Linked DNA regions of Mus musculus: region 1 is linked to region 2. Evidence: chromatin contacts called from public promoter capture Hi-C data. All regions are on one chromosome and are shown on one strand. Each heading gives the region's core, a stretch centred on a gene start, on an enhancer-like site or on the middle of the called end of the contact. The rest is flanking DNA. Distances are from core to core; before and after follow the strand shown. Region 1 has its middle 39 kb from the start of Itm2c. Region 2 holds the start of Htr2b (5-hydroxytryptamine (serotonin) receptor 2B).

What was found. Promoter capture Hi-C pulls out the DNA fragments that hold promoters and counts their contacts.
Region 1: a promoter capture Hi-C map of neural stem cells shows a contact between it and region 2. The contact joins the enhancer-like site here to the promoter of Htr2b in region 2. A contact is called at or near these places in 11 of 39 promoter capture datasets (the 3T3-L1 cell line, the C10 cell line, the HPC-7 cell line and 7 more), 1 of 484 Hi-C or Micro-C datasets (embryonic stem cells) and 2 of 9 other capture datasets (adipose tissue and liver).

Annotation. Positions count from the first base shown.
Region 1 is chr1:85,852,474-85,857,773 of GRCm38.p6, reverse strand. No RefSeq gene overlaps it. Among named protein-coding and RNA genes, the nearest start is that of Itm2c, 39 kb to the left of the region's middle. Within about 2 kb of position 3,808, at least 27 of the 459 cell types and tissues checked have an H3K27ac peak or open chromatin away from gene starts, as enhancers often do. A contact at or near this core is called in neural stem cells, where this site is marked.
Region 2 is chr1:86,109,696-86,114,655 of GRCm38.p6, reverse strand. Htr2b (5-hydroxytryptamine (serotonin) receptor 2B) reads left to right here and starts at 2,676. Exons shown (of 4, transcript NM_008311.3): 1 at 2,676-2,777; 2 at 3,540-4,122. The coding sequence starts at 3,774. The region is part of intron 16 of Psmd1 (proteasome (prosome, macropain) 26S subunit, non-ATPase, 1); the gene reads right to left.

The DNA.
Region 1 (5,300 bases), core at 2,559-5,058, 260 kb after region 2:
CGACACAGAGAAACCCTGTCTCCAAAAACGAAAAAAAAAAAAAAAAGTCAGAGCATCTTACTTGCTCCAAAATGTCTCCTCTCACCGTTTGCAGCTCATTCCTGGTCCTGTCCTTGGGATGAAATCATTGCTGATCTACTTTCCACCAAACACAGGCTATGTCACATCAACGGTGGCTGAGATACAGTCTCTGGTGCCAAGACTCCTCCTTAGCACAATGTTCTTCCAGCCCCTCCATGTGGCAGCAGGCATCAGTGACTCAGTGTTCCCTATAGGGACCAGGCACACTTAGTTCAGGAGTCCAGAGCTGTTGGATGCTTGGATTACTTCAAGGCTGTGGTGCTAAAGACTGCAGCTGCAGACACTTGGCACATGACACTTTCATTTTCTTGAGAAGATTCCTTAGAATCTGCCCCCCCCCGCACACACATCAATTAGGAATTAAGAAAATGCACCCCCCCCGAAATAGTCATAGGTCAACCCGAGGGAGGCAATTCCCCAGTTGAGAGCCCCTCTTTCCAGACATGTTAGTTACTTCCTTCTCGAAGGCCACAATGGGGTCATGTTTTACTCTTTCCATATTTTCTTTCCTCAGCCCTTCATTTCCAACTATTTGTGAATTTTTCTTTATTTAATATTATACATTTGTTTGAGATAATGTCCTATTCTATTAGGCCTGAAACTGATTATGTAGCCTAGGCTGGCCCCAAACTCCTTTATCACACGTGGCTTTATCTGTGTCTTTGAATCCGAGGAATGACTCTCGTAGACAGAACGTCATTACCAGATCTGGCTGGTGTTTTTTCACTGGTCAGATAGGAGAAGCCTTTCAGCTGGAGTAGACTTTAATATTGTCACCAACATTAGCTGTTCAGAGCCTGTACAGTAGCTCCTATCTCTCTTCCAACCCCTTTCTCATTAGAAGCATCTGACTACTGTTCTCAAAAAATGTTTTTGGTATCATTTTAACTCTTGTTGAATTTTTTAAACAGCCCTTTAAAAAGTGGCTGCTCTAGGTATCAGTATGCGTTTTACCAGGCTTTACTGATGTTTGATGCTAACTCCACTGGGGTAAAATGTGAACCTTTGCTCCGCCATAAGCCAGCTCTGCCCCTCTTTCCTGTGTGCCATTACATCATAGACAGCAAACCTACTTACAAAACTAGCAAAACACTACAGCACTGCACTTGTCTTATATAAACTTGTCTTTTGGAAGTCAGAGGAAAAAGCATATTTATCTGTTTTGAAAACCTACGTATTCACCTTATCTGGAACACTTCTTGCTGTAGATTTAATTAGCACCAGCTTATCTTCAGCCTAAAGAACTTTCTCTAGTATTGACTTCCTCTGAGAGAGGTCGGTGAGCAGTAAGTCTCCCAGTCTGTGTGTTTTTGGAAATGCCTTCATTTCACCATCACTTTTGAAGGTCAGCTTTATTAGATATTACTCTGACATCTTTTTCAGTTGTGTTTACTCATTTCCATGTACCCTTGTGCCATCGGTCATATTTCCACTGTGTGGGTACCAGGGATCAAACTCAGGGCACTGAGTGATGTTACTGGCTAAGCCACATCACCTAGGGTTCCTAGAGATAGAATTCCTGGTTGATTTTCTCTCTCTCTCTCTCACACACACACACACACACACACACACACACACACACACACACATCTCTCTCTCTCTCTCTCTCTCTCTCTCCTCTAGACTATTTCTTTCTTTACCCTCCTCTGGTTTTTATCCCTCTAAATGAGAGAAATAATTGTATCATTGTAGCCCTGAAAGGTTTTGTTGTTTGATTCTGATTTTGTTTTGTTTTGTTTTGAGACAATGTTTCACTATTTAGTTTAGTAGTCAGGGCTGGACATCTCCATCCTCCTGAGTGTTGGAACTGCAGGCAGCAGGTATCAATGCTCTGGCTCGGTGAGTAGCTCTTGTTTCAAAGCTTTGTAGCTTTGTCAAAGTAGAGTTCTTTTCTGAGGACCTCTGCACTGATCTTATGAGTTCATTGAGTGTCTTGGATGTGCTGGACAAAGGTGTTGGGTTACTGTAAACTGACCTTCAGATTATAATTAGGTGATCTTGACTGAGGTGCAGGGGGCAGCTGTAACTTGGCGGTGCCCCGGGCCGGGAGTCTGCAGAACACCCAGCCTTGTATTAGACTCCAACCTGGAGCTGACCAGTTCCTACTTTCCCTCTTCTTGGTTCACTTTTGTGTCAGATTCTGGCAGGGTCATAGTATCTCCACACCTCAGGAATGCTCTAGATTCTAAACTGGGCATGGTAGCATACACTTGTAATCCCAGCAGTTGGGAGATGGGGGCTAGAGGATTAATAAATTTGAGGCCAGCCAGGATGACATAGCAAGACCTGTACAAAAAGAAAATAGAACAGCCAAGAGTGGTCAGGATCTGCAGTTCCTTCTACTGCCCAACCACTGCTTTCCTGGCAAAATGTGGAGGAAGCTGTTTGTGGGCCAAGTGGCCTATTGTTATATTCAGGGATCTTCCAGGTTCTAACTCAATGCTTCTCAACCACCTTCCTAATGCTGCGACCCTCTAAATAGTTACTCAGGTTGTAGTGACCCCCTCCAACCATCAAATTGTTTTTTGCTACTTCATAACTATACAGCTATTTTGCTACAGTTATGAATTGCAATGTAAATATCGGATATGTGGGATATCTGATATGTGACCCCATGGGGTCGAGACCCATAGGTTGAGAAGCACTGCTCTATCACTGAAACCAACTCTGCTTCCCAGAGCCCTGCTGATTATCCCTCATCTCCCTCAATCTCTCAATGTTTGCATGAAGCATTCATTCCCTTACCAGGCAAGGCATTCAGGTAAAGTCCTCTGCCACCTTGGGGATTTCTTAGGTTCTCCTTGCCTCCACTCTTATGGGGTGGAAAGACATATGTTGCTTGTATTCTTCTCATTAGCACAAGACCAGAGACTTAAACTTGCTTGGAAGAGACTGAGGCCAGAGCTGCTCAGATCCCGTATTCTGAACATAGGATCCCTTTCCACTGGGCTTCCCAAGTCATCATGTGTTGATGACCTACTGTGTGCTGGGCACTTTCCTCAGGCCCCCTAGAAAGCCTAAGAATTGGCTTTTACTCTTCTCCCCATCTTGAACAGAGATGCAGCAAGGCCAGCAGGGGGAGCAGAAATGAAGCAGGGCATGCTGGGGAGAACTGGAAACCCTGCTCTGTCCTGGCCCTTTATGTTTGCTTCCAGGTGAACTTGACATTTTGCTTCTACTGTTGTCAAAACCACAGCCAGATTGAAACGGACAGATCCTTTCAGTGAGATAATCCTTAACACCTGGTTCTTCCCAACCACAAGTCAAGGGTCAAAATTCCACATCTTCCATGGAGAATACAGGGTGTGCGCTAGACGTGCTCTGTAGACACCCTTGTGTCCGTACAGTCCATGAGGAGCAAAATGCCACCCAGATAGCCCACTCACACTTACAGTGCCTCCTGCCCTCCGAGGATCCCAGAGACTCTGGGGGCTGTCATTCAGATGCTGTGTATTATAAGCCTCCTAACTTTCAATGCCTGGAATGTTCTCCCTGACCCCAGAGATTTGGCTCTGGTCTTCTAGAGGTGCAGGCAGGGCATACGGGGTATCCATAACAAGCAGGTCCTGGTCTGTGGGGACCCATCCCAGGCTAACATCTCAGTGTGGGTGCCATGGGACATTCAGTAAGAGAACACATTAAGTCTCAGATGCTGCCTTGTCCTCAGCCAGCAGTAGAGCGTGTCCACAGGTTCTGTAGCCCACAAAGAATGTTAGATGTTGGATCCCTCTGTGCTGCTTCCAACAGGCCAAGGCTTGGAGAATGAAGGGGGGCTTTCAGAGCTTGCCTCTCAGAACCACAAAGAACAATGTCTGCCTGCTTGGTGCAGAAGGCAGAAACACCACTGGCATACTCATGTCAACACCACATTCACCCAGGGCTTCCTCTGCTCCCCACATCTGTTTCTATCCCTACCTAACTACTCCAGCTTGTTTGAAAGTGAAGTCCCTCCAACAATCTCCAGGCTGCCCAACACCAGAACCTAAATAAATAATACAAAAAAAAAAAAAAACAAAACCAAAAAAACCCACCAGAACCAAAATAAATAAATAAATAAATAAATCAAACAAACAAAACCCCCCCAAAAACTGGACTCCTAGGTCTTTTCAATGCCCAGATAAATCTGCAGCACTAAACCAAGGAACTACACTGCCCTCCAGTGGGCTTAAAGCATAAAAGCAGCTCAGTGCAGCCACCTAGAGGCTGGGTTGCTACAGGGATGGGGTGCTAGGCAGGCTGTTTGGGACAGTCTTGGGACACAGCTTCCAATGAGGCAATATCATGTTTGGGACCAGGTCTTGGGAAACACTTGGGTCAGTGAGGATCAAAGCTGGGTATTATGGTGGATGTTGGGGCTCAGACCTGCTTCAGAGTCCAGAAGGCAGATGAACACACTTCAGACAGATTGAGAAGCAGTTTTTCTTTTCCTACGAGCCAGTTGTCATTCATCATCAGAGAAGTTGCTGGGTCCTGAGAAGGGCCCCGTGGCCATCATATATAGGCAGTGTACAAGGCACACTGATGGTCCTGAGTCCAAGTTACAGATTGGCATCCAGCTCTACCCACTGGTAGAAACTCCAAGAGGGCCAGGACCCCAGTGGCTCCTGGGAGTTTCCAATGGCCTGCTAGTCACTGAGGCCACTGTTCACATCTGCATCTCAACAGAAAGGAAACTCCACCTAACTCCACCTACTGCAAAATGTATCTATCCCCATTTCCACCCAACAGAGTGTCACTGAGACACATTCCAGGGACCACAGAGTTGCAGGTGGTTAAGTTATTGCCTGGGAAGTTTTAATTTTGATCAGCTAAAATTACAAAACCTGTCACCTGTGTGCAAATGCAGATTATGTCCATAGACACCTACAAGGTACTTGAGTTGCAGGTAACTGCAGAGGATGTAATCTCTTATCCAGGAACCTGGTGTGTGTGTGTAAGGGAGAGAGAGAGAAAGGGAGGGAGGGAGGGAGGGGGAGAGAGAGAGAAAGAGAGAGCGAGAGCGCTCTCCAGGGACACAAATACAGGGAATCAGACATGGGTTTCTGAGGTCCTTGTAGGGGATGGTGCCACAACAGTTCCATCTTTGTGCAGTCACTGGCCCTCAGGGTAGTGTTGAGTGCAGGGAGACAGATTCCTGGAGGCCCGGAGCTTCCAGGCCTTAGCAAGACAGTCTTGGCCTCCTAAGTGCTTCGTGGAGGGAGGTACATGGGATAACTAGA
Region 2 (4,960 bases), core at 1,427-3,926:
CATCACTGCCCAGCTTCTCAGAAACTTTTTAGGGAACTAGTGGCCCATAGAATTTTATAACTTGTCATTTGGATGCAGCAAGGGTGAGCTACTGCAGGGAAAACTGACTCGTAGAAAAGAATTTACCTAAAATCTATCTTAAAACTTCACTTACTTCATAATTGGCACTTGAAAGCAGTAGGAGTAAGTAAGCTATCCTGATACTTTCCTGAATCCCCCCCCCCCCCACCTTGGGCTTCCTTCCTTCCTTCCTTCCTATTAGTATACAGCCATTGTACAGAGCCTCTCTTCCACTGTCTTCATGCACATGCGCACTGCACCTTAGCCATGCTGATCCTCCCATCACCGTTAGCAGAAAACCACCCAAAAGAGGACATGACTCGACTTAGTGTTTTGTTTCTCAAATGGCATTATTTTATGAGACTTAGAAAAAACAATTTTGCTTGGAACACAAACTCTGTTACAGGGCTTACAGTTGACTGCAGTTAAGCAGAAATTGGTAGTGAGGGCTGGAAATGCAAAAGCCTTAAAAAAACAAAATCCTGTTAAGTTTTAGTCTAGTAACATTCCAGCTCTGACACATTCTTTAGAAAACACAAGTATTTGGACAAGGAAAGACAGCCTATAATAAACTAGTTTAGGCATTTAATCTCTTTTGAGGAGTATAATAAAGCTATAAGCTCTTTGTAGGTTTGTCAATGTTTCAGCAGACAGCTCTAGATGGACCAACAAGCATCTAAGCAGAGACTGCAATGCAAAACACACTGAAAGCAAAACTCTTAACAGTAATCTTTGCTCACACATATGTGCATGTAATGATTTAAAGTAATAGTAAATGAAGTCATGATAAAATTATATAACCATGGGGCTGGAGAGATGGTTCAGCGGTCAAGAGCACTGACTGCTCTTCTAAAGGTCCTGAGTTCAATTCCTAGCAACAATATGGTAGCTCACAACCATCTGTAATGGGATCCAATGCTCTCTTCTGGTGTCTGAAGACAGCTACAGTACACTCACATACATAAAATAATGAATAAATCTTTTAAAAAATTGTATAACCGTTTTGCAATTTACAAAGAATCAAGAGATCTCAACATGATTATCAATCAACATCTTGAAATCAATCAGACCTTATGCAAACCACCAGCCTTAGCTCTCAATAGGAAATAGAAAATAAATGAGTAGAAAGAAACTGAATCTGAGTATTATGAAACTTGTAGAACAATTAATCAGGTATCGGAAATAGGGGTTGGTGAGATGACTTAGCAGGTAAGAAACCTGTTGCCAAGCCTGACTTTCTGAGTTTAATCATTGGGACACACATGCAAACTGTCTTCTGACCACACAGTGTGCTGAGCCATACACACCCTTCCCCACATCACGCATGCAAAAACCAAATAAGATGTTAACAAAAATTTAAGAATTTTAGGAAATGCAATCAACAAAAGTACTATGAGAAATCAAACAGGAATGATGACCCAAAAGAAGGAAGAAAAAGAAGAAAGAAAATAAATAGATCTTGAGGATTATCCTGAGCTAATGGTTGATGGAGAAGAGAAAGCCATTTTCTTCCGTGGTACCCTCACTGCTACTGTGTCCATGGTCTGTAAATAAGCTAATAAAACAGCCTGCCGGGACACTGATGCAAAGATTCAACCCAGGAAAGTAGAAGAGGGCTGGCAGCGATGAGAAGGAGGACAAGGGAGGTCAAGAGGATGTGAAACATGATGGAATGCCTTATGCATATGTATGAATATGCTTAATAAGAAACACACAAATCCCATCAGTTACGTAAAGAAGCAATTAAACTCTGAGAGACCTGTGAAGACCCTTTAAAAAGGAAACACTGAGAATACTAGAGGCTTTTTTTTTGTCTTGTTTTGTTTCTCTGTGTAGTGCTGGCTGTGTCAGGACTGGTTCTGTAGAACAGGGTGTCCTTGAACTCAGATAGATCTGCCTGCCTCTACCTCCTAAGTGCTGTGACACCACTGCCCTGCTGTAGCTTTAATGTTAAGCCAGGTTTATAGTTTAGAGAAAATCTCAAGAGCATACATGGTAAGATTTATACATTATTTTTCAGAAATAGGGCAGAAATAGATTTTTACTTCACATTATACACTTTTCCCAATTAAAAATCACTGGAAAAGAAGTTGCCAATGAACCAGCTTCCAAATTCAGATGCTGTTTAAAAATGAACAGTGACAAAGTTTCTGCCAAAAATCTATGTATACAAGCAGCATGCAGCTTTTTCTGTGCTTTTCTATATAAGGCTGTGACATGAGTAAATTTATTGCACTCCACAGCAAAGGCATTAGCTGGATGAAAATATTGTCTCACAGGTAAAAATCCCAAGTGTGTGAACTGCTATACAGCTAATGGAGGAGACTCTCCATTTTATCTTCTTTTCTCAAAAGGGAAAAACAGCCTAGGCCTCATTCCAAATAAAATCATCTTATGCTAAAGTTTAGAGTTTACCCTCTAAATATCAAAGAGAACACATAAGAATAGAACTTGAATCAGGTCATGAACTGGTTGGAACACGATTAACGAGGAGTTTTATGAATTACAATGACTATAGCTATATTCTAATAATGACAGTATCAAAGAGGAAACAACCTCTCTGGCAGGCAGACAGCTGCACAACACATTTGTTACACTGCTTACGAGCACCAGCCGCTAAGACTCAGAGCAAGTCAGTGGGGGAGGATCTGCCAGGAGAGGGAGTCCAACTGAACAGACACAGGACGGCTGGCTTAGGAAGCCACAGAAGACAAGCGGTGAGTATTTAGCAAATTCATATGCAACTAGCAGGTTTTTGTTGTTCCCATTTTAATCTTCAGGAGCTCTGCTTCCACATTCCTTTGTATCTATTCAGTGGTTTAAAAATTATAAATATGAAGGCAAATTTAATATGGGAGTTGTCAGTGTAATGAACAAATAACATAATCTTCCTCTTAAAGTGCTTCTCAAGGGAACTGGGAAAGTAAAGAAGACTTAAGAACTTAAAAAGAACTGGTTCAAAGTTGGCAGACTGATTTGATTACATTTAAAATCTTGTGGAAAGAAGTGATTACTACTAAAAGCAAGTATTTGGCTAGTGATACTTTGTACTACTTTCTCTCCAACTTAAGAAATTATTTTAAGAATTATAAAATGAGTTACAAACAAGCTTTTAAATCAACACTCATTCAGGTTCTTAGCTGGTAAATTCTTTACTCATAGGTGGGCTTGCCTCTTACTGGTGGGCCACTATTCTGAATGCTTTCTAAAGTTAAGGGACAAGGTATCCAAGGGCCAGATACCACGTAATGCGCTATCGTCTCTATTATCAACTCTGGGGGCACTGGCTGCACTGTCACAATACATACCGTCCTATCAAAACGGGAGGGGGAAGCTCTAGTGTTTTTTTACTGCTTTTTAGAAATAACTACCTCTGTATCTAGAAGGAAACTCTGATAAATTCATGTCTTAAAATTATAGAAAAAAAGAAATGATAAACTAACATTTTTCATCCACATCTATTGGTGTCTTTCATCAAGTCTTCTGGAATCTAAGCCTCTAGAAAATCTAAAATGTGGATGTCTTACCTGCAAACACGGACAGACGTGTACACAGTCCCATCTTCGAGAGCCTGAATCTTTTTAGAAGGAAGAAGTCACCTTGGCTGTGAGTGTCTGGTAGGTTTGCTAAATGCTTTGCTAAAGCAGATGACTTGCTTAGCTACTGACCATGCTGACCACTGTCTGGAACTGGACTGAGTCACCAAAAGGCGAATGGCTTCATCTTATAAAATGTCTGAACAAAGCACAACTTCTGAGCACATTTTACAGAAGACATGTGATCACCTGATCCTGACTAACCGTTCTGGATTAGAGACAGACTCAGTAGCAGAGGAAATGAAGCAGACTGTGGAGGGACAGGGGCATACAGTGCACTGGGCAGCTCTCCTGATACTCGCGGTGATAATACCCACCATTGGTGGGAACATCCTTGTGATTCTGGCTGTTGCACTGGAGAAAAGGCTGCAGTACGCTACCAACTACTTTTTAATGTCCTTGGCGATAGCAGATTTGCTGGTTGGATTGTTTGTGATGCCGATTGCCCTCTTGACAATCATGTTTGGTGAGTATTTCCCCTTGTTCCTGCCACTGAACACTACTAACGTAGTGAAATGGACACTCACTGACCTTTATTTTGTTTGAAATAAAAGAAGGACCTGGATTAAAAACACAGAAGGGAACATTCCTTCATTTTTCATGATTTGTAGTTACTGTGAAAGGACATACAAATAATTTCTTAGGAGCATGTTTACCCTTCCTCAGCCATCTTTATAAAGTCATTAAGTTGGCAATATTTGTAGATTCTGCATTTGTTACCTAAAAATTTTAGTAAGTAAAAAAAGTACATTTTTCAAAAAATTATTCATCCTTTCCCTTTAACAAAGTGATCGATAACTAGGACAATTGTGGGACTTTAATAATAGAATCATTAAATCAGCGAGTCCCAATTAAAGTTAGGCATTGTTCAAAAAATTCCTCTCCTAGCTCTTTCTAACCTGAGTACTAAGCTATGACATGGTGTCTACACATGCTAGAGAAGATGTTTAGTTACAAAAGGAAATGATCTTCCTCAAAGTATCTCAAGAGAGGTTCCATTTATTTAAAGTTTTTATGGTATCTGACCATCTGTGTTCCCAAAAAACTTGTAAGTTAATAAAAGAAATGGAACAGACCCTGAGTTACTGTGATAATAAAAATATAGTTTGACTTTCAGATTGTTATAATAAAAAAAGATATTAAAGTAGGCATAGAGTTTCTGCTGTGTTACATTATCTCCAGCTATGTGAAGAACACAAATGAGTCTGTTGAAAGGCTCCTGCTTCAAAGTCAGCATTATAAGAACATTTCATCAGTCAATGCTTGGGATAAACTGGTATGCTACTAATAAATAACTTAAAACT